Linked DNA regions of Danio rerio: region 2 is linked to region 1. Evidence: chromatin contacts called from public Hi-C data. All regions are on one chromosome and are shown on one strand. Each heading gives the region's core, a stretch centred on a gene start, on an enhancer-like site or on the middle of the called end of the contact. The rest is flanking DNA. Distances are from core to core; before and after follow the strand shown.

The links. Hi-C and Micro-C count contacts between places; a contact is called where the count stands out from the background.
Region 2: a Hi-C map of hematopoietic stem cells shows a contact between it and region 1, with 2.2 times the contacts expected there. The contact joins the promoter of derl3 here to the enhancer-like site in region 1. A contact is called at or near these places in 2 of 18 Hi-C or Micro-C datasets (hematopoietic stem cells and an unstated tissue).

What each region holds. Positions count from the first base shown.
Region 1 is chr8:32,899,119-32,904,388 of GRCz12tu, reverse strand. It overlaps mmp11a (matrix metallopeptidase 11a), which reads right to left. Exons shown (of 8, transcript XM_021478463.2): 5 at 4,522-4,742; 6 at 2,071-2,275. Among named protein-coding and RNA genes, the nearest start is that of mmp11a, 22 kb to the right of the region's middle. Within about 2 kb of position 2,143, at least 3 of the 62 cell types and tissues checked have an H3K27ac peak or open chromatin away from gene starts, as enhancers often do.
Region 2 is chr8:32,983,920-32,989,189 of GRCz12tu, reverse strand. It overlaps derl3 (derlin 3), which reads right to left and starts at 2,652. Exons shown (of 7, transcript NM_200903.2): 1 at 2,349-2,652; 2 at 591-656; 3 at 433-506; 4 at 178-271. The coding sequence starts at 2,438. LOC141375655 (a long non-coding RNA gene) reads left to right here and starts at 2,748. Exons shown (of 3, transcript XR_012384435.1): 1 at 2,748-2,836; 2 at 3,740-3,809.

The DNA of each region.
Region 1 (5,270 bases), core at 894-3,393:
TATGCATTTTCTTGTTCCTGTGGTTCCAACAGGTTGGTGCTAACGTGTCTAACTTTAAAGGGCACCTATTTTACTCCTTTTACAAGATGTAAGATATACCTCTGGTGTCTCCAGAATCTGCGTATTTATTATAACCTCCAGAATCTGCCCGTTTTGGTGTCTGAGTACAGTGTAGCTGTTTTTGAAGCCTGTAGCTTTAAATGCAAATGAGCTGCTTTTCCCCGCCCACCGTTCCCACGTGCATGCGTGCTTTTCCTGTGTTACAGCAGATAAACAGCCGTCAGTGACAGAGACAGACAAGCATGAAGCTGAAAAACAGCTTATTAGTCAAAAATACCAAGTAAGTTTATTTGATGTATTTGTGGTGGAGTTTATTTAAACCTTTCTGAAATGATGAGTCTCACACACATGCACACACACGTGTATATATGTGTGTGTGTATATATATATATATATATATATATATATATATATATATATATATATATATATATATATATATATATATATATGTGAGCATTTACTGACACCATGCGACTGCGGTGATTATAGTGGTTATGAATTATTAGAGATGTTACTTTTTTTATTACAAACATGCTGTTTTAAAATTGTTTTAAATAAGCATAATATTTAAGATTGGATCAATGTAAAAAATAATTAAGGATAATAAATAATCCTGAACTGCACAAGGCATCTAAAAAGTGTCTTGTATGAAGAGCCAAATAATCCTTAAAAATAAATTATAAATGTTAAAATAAAAAAACATCAATCAACAAAGATTATGGAAAATATTTAGTTTCTATTAAGTTACACTTAATTATTCTAATCATTATAGTGCCATGTTTCTAACTTTTAAGAAATACTTTTTAAATTTAACTAAAATTTTATTTATTTATATGTTCTTAATCATCACAGATTTGAAATCATTATTTGTACTAATTTTAATTATTAGATTATTTTATCAGTAATATATTCATTTTTTCCTTTAAGCTTATGTACTTATATTAATACTTTGACTGATTATTTTACATTATTTGTAGTTTATTACATTAATTATTTAAAAAAAATCTCAAACATTTCCACAGACCCCCTAGTACTCTGTTATGACCCTAGTTTGAAAACATCACTGAATACAAAATCTGAACTATTATACAGACCACAAAATGACAATTTTATTTTTACTTTAAATAGCTCAAAAATATAAAAACGTAAAACGTTTATGCATTTAAAATTCTTCTCTTTGTTTTTAATTCACTAAATGGCCAGGCACCTTCTTATCTGTCAGATCTGTTGACTGAATATCTGCCTGGTCGGTCTCTTCAGTCATCAAACCAGAGATTATTATGCATCCGAGGCTTCAAGTCGAGGCTGAAATGCAGGGGTGACAGTGCTTTCGCATTAGCTGGTCCTACATTGTGGAATGCTCTGCCCCTCTGTTTTAGGTCTATATCATCTCTTACTGTTTATACATCAAGGTTGAAAACTTACCTTTTTGATTAGGCATTTTATCAGTGAGAATTTTTATTTTTGTGATTTGCATTGTGCAGCACATTAGTTAACCTTTTATTGTGTTTAATAGTGCTATGTGACATATTGACATTTCCATAAAACTGTCTGTCTAGTGTCCTCTAGTGGGTAAAAAATGAAGTACATTTACAGCATATTTGAACTCATACACAGTAGCTATTTGACTCAGATCGAATCGATGCTATTAGATTCAACATGACCAAACTACATTTTCCAACCCACATTTTCAATCTTTAATGCTTCTAATTTAGAAAATTTAATTAACTTATAAACTATTTAAACTGCAGCAACCACCCATAAGAGTACAAAACTGTTTAGGAACTGTCCTGCACAACATGCGTGTGTGTTTGTCAGTTGTTAGCAGTGAGTGTTCAGCGTGGTTGTGTTCAGTCATGCCCTTCACAAAGTGGGACGCTTCAGATATGGGTCAAGGGGAAGTACCGCACCACCCGTCACCATACATTTGTATATAACCAGGCTTGTCTAATCCTGTCCTCCAACCGCAAATCACCAGAGTCAGCCAGTGCCGCTGCACTCACCCACCTTCAAAGAACCAGATATTGCCCTTTTTGTCTTCATAGGCGGCGTCTATTTTCTGTGGAATGCCACTCCAGTGTCGGGAGGCCAGCGCAGGGTATCCGGCCTGCAGACGGCCATCCCTGATGCGCCACGCATAGCTGGCCTTGAAGAAGAACAATTCCCCACGGATTATAGACACAGCATCGAAATCTGTGTGACAAGCGTCAGGCTGCAAACAGTGAGAAAAGAGGAGACTGAATAAACAAAGGGAGAATGAAGGGAACGCATCAGCTTGTTCAGATAAACAGTCTTTTGGTTATATCCGAGTATTTGAAATAATTTATCTCAATTTACTGTTGTATATTGTGTAGTGGATGAGGTTAAAGCCACCTGTCATGTTGGGATGAGTTTGCTGAAGGTGTTCAAATGTTTTGTGTTTAATGTGAACACACAGTTCATGGAGATTCAGCTTGAAAGTATTGCAAAACCAGTTTTTAATTCTGTTGTTGGCATACCAGCACAATCTCATCGCTATAAACCAATACATTTATTGCATTAGATTCATTAGATCTGAACAGATGAATCAAATATTTGAATAACCAAGTTTGGACTGAAAGTCTAACCAAGGCTAAACAAATTGCAAATATAAGATCATTCTTGGTATAATAAAAATTTTAATGCAAGACAAATTTAATATAAGGATAACAACAACAACAGGGCGGCACAGTGGCTTAGTGGTTAGCACTGTCGCCTCACAGCAAGAATGTCACTGGATTGAGTCTCAGCTGGGTCACTAAATGTTGGCGGTTCATTCCGCTGTGGCAACCCCTAATGAATAAAGGGACTAAGCCGAAGGAAAATGAATGAATGATTAAACAACAACAACAACAATATTAATGACATCGCCTTCTTCTCACTTGTTGCTTGCGAGAGAATTCTCTTAATGTGGAAATCCCACCAACCACCCTCAATCAAATCTGGCTAAATGACAAGTTAGGTCTTCTGAAATTGGAGAAGATTAGGTTCTCTCTCAGAGGCTTATCTAATAGATTTTATACACATTGGAGGCCATTACTGGATTATTTTGACAAATTAACACCTCTTGCAGTGGTCATTTAAAAAATCATTTCATGGTCAGAACTAGCCCTCACTTTTGCATTTATACGCCGATGTAGTCATCCTTTTAATTGGACTCGTTTACAAAGAGAAAGTTCAGCACAACCAAAATCACAATAAGCAAGAGGAATAGCTATCATTCTTAATTATCTTGGTTATCCAAAACTGTAATGACCAACAAAACCACACCATTGTTTATTTATTTCATTATTTTCTTTTTGGCTTAGTTCCTTTATTAATCTGGGGTCACCACAGCGGAATGAACCGCCAACTTATCCAGCATATGTTTTACGCAATTTTTAACATTCCCAATTCACCTATAGCAGATGGCTTTGAAAACCGGAGCACCTGGAGGAAACCCACATAAACACGGGGAGAACATGCAAACTCTACACAGAAATGGCAACTAACCCAGCTGAGGCTCAAACCAGAGACCTTCTTGCTGTGAGGTGATCATGCTACCCACTGCACCACTGCTTCCTCTATTTATTTATTTCATTTAATATATTTTTTCGTCCGTTCATTCATTTATCTTTTATGTTCTGCAAGAAGACTTGCTATGCGTGCGGGGGTTAAGTGTGGAAAATTGCACATTTGTAGAGACCGATATTGGCTTGTGTTCTATAAGTAAAGTTTATTAAAAATTAACATAAATAAATAAAATAAAATAAAAATAAAATAATTATAAATTCTCCCAGGACAATAAATATATTTAAAATGTTAAATAAGATTTGTATGTATATGTATATATATATATATATATATATATATATATATATATATATATATATATATATATATATATATATATATGTGTGTGTGTGTGTGTGTGTGTGTGTGTGTGTGTGTGTGTGTCTGTGTGTGTTTTTCTAAATGTAATAATCAAACAATTCAAAAAAAACATTTTCACAAAATTACTAAATAAGCGCCAATAAAGTCCATTTCACAGCACAGATGAACACCACGAAACAAAAATGTTGGAGTTTGTTTGATCAGTGCGATAACCCTCTGCGTCTGTTGCCTTTGGTGGAGTTTATGTTTTACATGTTCAATCAGTGTCACTTGATTTTCCAAACAAACAACAACAACTCTGAAAAGGAATATAGGATAGGCTTCACATAAACGTCTATTTTAGCCCTGAGACTGAAAAAGTAGGTACTTATTGAATTAATGTAACATCACAGTCATTTATCACAACATTCTAAATCCAATAGCTAACTTTTTTGTTGATGTTTGTTGTTGCTGTTCTTCTGTGTGGTATGAATTGGCATTGCGAAACAATTCTGTCACCCAAATGCTGTTGAGGTGTATTTGTTTCACTGCTGACATAATTTACAGAACACGTGTTTAGCTACTCACTGGGAATGCACTGGGAATGTCATTGGTTTCTGCTGGGATTTGTGGCTGAGCTCGCACTGGGGGTCCGTACAGGTACTGGATCCCCTTCTTGTCATCCTCGCTGAGCTTGAGAGGATAGGAGAAGCTGTAAAATGGGGACATGATGGCTCCAGGCACCAGAGAGTGCTGTAGACCCAGTACGTGACCAAACTCATGGGCTGCCACCTGAAGAAGATCCGTTCCTGTAGGACAGCAAACAAAATGAAGTTCTTTTTCTCCTCTTTTTTTCAGATCAACAGTCATTCCTCAAGTAAAGATTGGAAAAAAAAAATCTGATTTATGTGGACAAATCTGATTTGTTTTTTTTTTTCAAATCTTGACTGCTGATTTGTTTGATCTGATATGTTTAGATAAGCTCTTGAATATCTGATGCAGATCTGATCTGATCTGCTTCTGTAGTAATGATGTAAGCATCAGCACGATGCCAAATGATTTTTTCAAACAACAGCTGAGAGATATGTGTGTCAATTAGAGGAATGTGTGGAATTAGAGGACAGAAAACCATAAGTATGTAACATTACACACTCTTACTACAATGTCATATGCCTAAATCATAAGTCACAAAGCATTAATCACTCAAGCACCATCCAAATGAGGGATGGGTTTGAGACTGGAGTCAGATTTTTAAAATGATTCTACTATTCTATTGGAATAATACATTTCAACTGTACTGAGTAGGTAATTTTTTTTAAAAACGTTATGAAATTTAA
Region 2 (5,270 bases), core at 1,403-3,902, 84 kb before region 1:
CATTCATAACTACTGACAATCTGAGTAGGAAAAAAAAGTTAAAGGTTTTCAACTTTCTTCAAAATATCTTCTTTTGTGTTCATCAGAAGACAGAAACTTAAACTGGTTTATACCAGGAGGAAGAAGATAAATTATGATGTTAAACTGATATTTAATGTTGTGTATTCTGAAGGATACGGTCATGAGAACACCACCAAACAGGAACATGTAAACGAAATCTGCTGTTCGGCCACGGAAGGAGCCTTCCTCCAGCATCCGGCAGTATCGGTATCTGCTCAAGTCAAGGACATATACTCTACAGACCCTCGGCACAGCTGCACACCACACACACAAAACCCACGTTATGCAAAATAAACACTCTGTGAAACTGTCTGACACTTCCTGAACATTTCACACTGACAAACACAATTATGCTGATCATAAAAGGGATACAGGAAAATCATGTTGAACAAGAAGCTGAAGCCTAGAGGTCCAAAAAACAAGAAGTTGGTGATCAGTCGCCATATCTAGAAAAGAAAAGAGAAGCACACATGATTATCAAAACTAGAGATGTGTAAAGTAGCCATGTGTCAGGGGTGTTTTAAACTTACCTGGTATTTTTTTAATATCAAGTCAGGGTTGAAATAGAGTTGAAATGGTGTGATGAGCTCCAGTTGCTGTAATATGCAAAACAGTCAATTTAGTTGAAGAAAGATTGTTGACTGTTGTTGCTGAAACATGAAACTGTTACAGATTGTTTGCATAAGATGTATGGCTCTTCGTTTGTGTAATTTTTTGGTCTTTGATTTTTACAAGCACTGGGAGGGCAGTATTGTAGTTAAATAAAACTAAAACCCTTTAAACTACTGACTATTGTTTTCTTCTTTTGATGTTAATGTTAACTAAAATCAAAAAACGTAAAAGCTAGTTGGAAGGGAGACTTTCATTTTTTTTTTTTTAATGACACTATATACGCATTACGCACGCATGCACACACACACAAACAGACACACACAATATATATATAATAATATATATATGAGCAATATCACAAGAGTAGCACTGCATTGTACCTGTATGTCTCTGCACTGGTGGGAGGCGTGCGTTGTGCCTTAGTGTCCCAGCAGTGCTAATATAAAGCCACATTGCAGTGCTACAAGTGTGATATTGCGTTTATATAACAGTTCGACAACATAATCATGTGTATAAAAAAGAAAATCAAACACGGAGAGTCTAAAAACCCTTTTGTAATAGGAACTACTTTCTTCCATTATTTACTCACATCTGCAGCTGACGTCAGAACTGCAGAAACTGTTGCTCATTCACAAACGTCACTTTAGAACTAGTATTTCAATCATATCTTAGTGATCAATAAAACTGTCAATGAAACATACAAGGCATAATAGTTCAGTTTAATTATTTACTGTAAATAATATGCTGTACTAAACAGAAACATATTATAGTATACAACAGCTAAAACAAAAAATTCAATAAAAACAGGTGTATATATAGTCAAATAAATACTATAGTCATTTATAGTAAAGGTAAATATTTTTGATAATAAATAAATATATATGTATATACACACACACACACATATACATGTATTTATATATATATATATATATATATATATATATATATATATATATATATATATATATATATACATATATACATACATATATACATACATACATACATACATACATACATACATACATACATATATATATATATATATATATATATATATATATATATATATATATACAGTTGAAGTCAGAATTATTAGCCCTCTTTTGAATGTTTAAAATATTTTCACAGTATGATATTTTTTCTTCTGGAGAAAGTCTTATTTTTTTTATTTTGGCTAAATATTTTATTTTATGGTGTTACTTCGTTAAGATATTTTGAAAACTGTTAGACGCCATAACTACTATTGTCCACAGTAGGAAAAAAGGATGAATGTTTTCAACATTCTTCAAAATATCTTCTTTTGTGTTTATTAGAAGAAACTTACAAATGTGTAGCATATTGTGTACCATATGTGCAAATTTGTACCATATCCTGGTTCTGTATTGTACACACACAATAATTATACAAGATATAAACCAAGTAGAAAATGTTACTTTCATTGGCCTAAGTTTGATGCTAAAATAAAGATTGACGCTAAAATACCGATCACGCATCATTATGGTGTTACTTCGTTAAGCATTTACACTGACACTTGATACTTCAGTGTGGGGAAGATATCATAATTCTGAAGAGAGGCATACGGACTTACTGTAATTAATATGCGGCTCTATATTTACCCTGGAACTTGAATACAGAAGTAGACATGTTGTAAAGGCAGTTTAGCTACTCACCACAGCGGCCGTGGTTAAGACACATGCAGTGGTGTACGCGCGAGTGACCGCGGGAATCTGCATGTACTCCTGAGTGACGCTGTTTGCCATGATCTTTCTCTTATCTACACTTCAGCTCTCACTAATACCACATATTAGCCGCTCTGACGCCGAATAAACACCGACCAGTTCAGTAGGACGAGACTTTATGCTTCGGTAAATCCATGTCCGCGTTTAGTGTTTGTTTCGAACTGGTCATTTTTAACGGTTGATGATGTTTGCCTGTGAATATGAGAGCTTGACTGTGGGCGGAGTGACACAAACACGCTTCATCGGTCGTTTTAGCTCCTCCACGTGGATAAAAAATATATATTTGTTCTTCCGTGGACCAATGAGATCGCGCGGGTTCAGTGACGTCTTGTTGACAAATTTGTGTTTAAGTAAACAAGCCACTTTTTTTTTTTGCAAATTTGATGCAATTCTTCGTAAACTTGTTCGGCTCTTATCTGGTAATATGTCTTCTGAATCTAATATTTTACATACTAATGATTTAAGTATCAATGATGTGAAAATTATAGACAATGAATTTAATAACATTTACAGTAAAAAGTTATGCAGAACTATATTGTTGCCTAAATCAAACCCTTTTAGAATTCCTTATTTGAGCAGATTGAATGGGGAAAAAAGTTTGGAACTTAGGCTACCTAGTGAATACTGTCTCACCAATAAAGTTGACACCTGCTTTTTGAATGCACATAGGCCTATACCCAAATGTTTTGGTTTAATGTTGAATATCTCATATTTAAACTTCAGTTTTCTATCAATTTAATTATTATATAGGCCTATACAAAGTTCCATGTACACAAACAAAAATGGTCCAATGATAAACCTAACATTTATTTGCTTAAAATTGATCTTAAGGTTTATATCGAAACCCTAAATAAGGCATTAAAATGCATTAAAATTAAAAAAGCTATATGAATGTATACAATTTTGAAATAATTTTCTTATGCTAATTTCTTGTAATTTATATAACCCCTGTAATTTAAATTTATTTATTGTTTTTATACTCTATTTGTTCCTTTGATGTGAAAATAATTGTAAGCACTGTATTCCTCGATATTTTGTATGCTATTGTTCTTGTTATGCAATAAAACAAGCCACTTTTTATGTTTTGTTTGCTGGAATACATTATTTTTGGCACTATTCATGCCCGTAGCCAGGGGGGTTTGGGTGATTCGAACGAACCACCCCCACAGCCAAAAGGTCCAGCATTTGTTCTTTTAATTATTTTATTTAATTTAATATTACATATGTATTATATAATTAATATAATGTATTTATATTCATATTCCCGTCATGTCTGTGTTTATGAAGCAGTTTGCTCACTTTGCTTGTTTTATTCTGATCAGATAGGCCTATCAGATCGCTCAAACCACTTCAGAAGGTGATCTAGGATGCATTTCAGATGAAACTGGACAGGTATAATAATTTTAGACAAAACTAATATAAACAAAATTAATTATGACCAGGAGAAAATCTGACCTGCTCCTGAAACACCTGTAGGTGCCCTTTTAAAGCTTTAATACTAAAACATAAAGCAAACATGTTCCAACTTTTCAAGCCTGTAGCCAGGGGGGTTCAGAAGACCCACCCCTCACTGACAAAGGTCCAAAATTTGTCCCATGTATGAACTCATTTGTCCTATTTTAACTGCTATGCCATCATAAATAATGAAAATAATCCATCGAAAAAGGCTTTAAGACCTATTGGAATTCTCTGTCGGCTGTTGCTTCGGTGGGACTATAATCTGATGTAAGAGTCTTCTTTCACTACTTTATTGTTTTTAAACAGAGAAAACATTTTACAGGGAACTTTATTCTTAATCTTGGACCTTATTCTTGAAATAAAAATGAGCAATAAAAAGTTGTGAAGCACCAGAAGCGGACCATAAATTTGAATATATTTTGGCTATTGTTGATTTCCAGGAATTTTCAAATGTACATTTTTTACCAAAGAGACTAGAAAAATTCTGAAGAATTAATTATTATTTTTATTATTATTATGTTTTAATTATTATATTTTTATTGAAATGGCCAAATTGTGACTGAGGACAGTTGAATGTGCTGGCCAGTTTGTTTTCTGTCTAGTAAATGATAGTGGGCTAAAGTTTCTTTTTTTTGCTTCAAAACTTTAACAGATTGCTGTTTTTCCTAATGATATATGACAGTGGTTCTCAAACTGTGGTACGCGTACCATTAGTGGTACGCGGGCTTCCTCCTAGTGGTACGCGGAGGAACCGCTGAATAATGAAAGAAACAATTAACACTTAATCCTTTAATGCGTAATATAACATTGATGTGATCAGCATTGGCTGTTTAGTGAAGCGTACGATCACAACGCTGTGCTTAGAATGTTTATTTTAGTGCATTGTGTCATAAGCTGCTAAAAATCAGTTTCCAAAGTTTAAGAATTGATTCTGAAGCGTGATTTGACTGACATGAAAAGTAGCCAATCACAGTCGACCTTGTCTAGTTGCGTGAAACGTAAGGGCGGGACAAATGCTTTCTGTGTTGCAGAGACAGAAAAAACAACTTAAAAACAAATGTTTTGTTGGAATAATGCTTCTCGGATGTTTTCACTGTATATATGTTCAACAGAGTAATTAAACCGCGGACATATGTCCTGCCTTTTTGATGATCTACATACACGTTTCGCTCTCCGACAGCCAGTCTGACCTGTCACTCCTCCAAACACATTCTGAATGGCGGCGCGGGAATTGCGGTATTGCGCAATTATTCATTTCTGCAAATGCGGCGAGTGCTTTATTTTAACACGAGAGCGCATTCATGTACGCAAATCGCTAAAACAGATATGCGAGCTCTTAAATATGCTTTTTTCAAATGAACTGCAAGACCTCTCATGATCGCCTGTGTGCTCAGA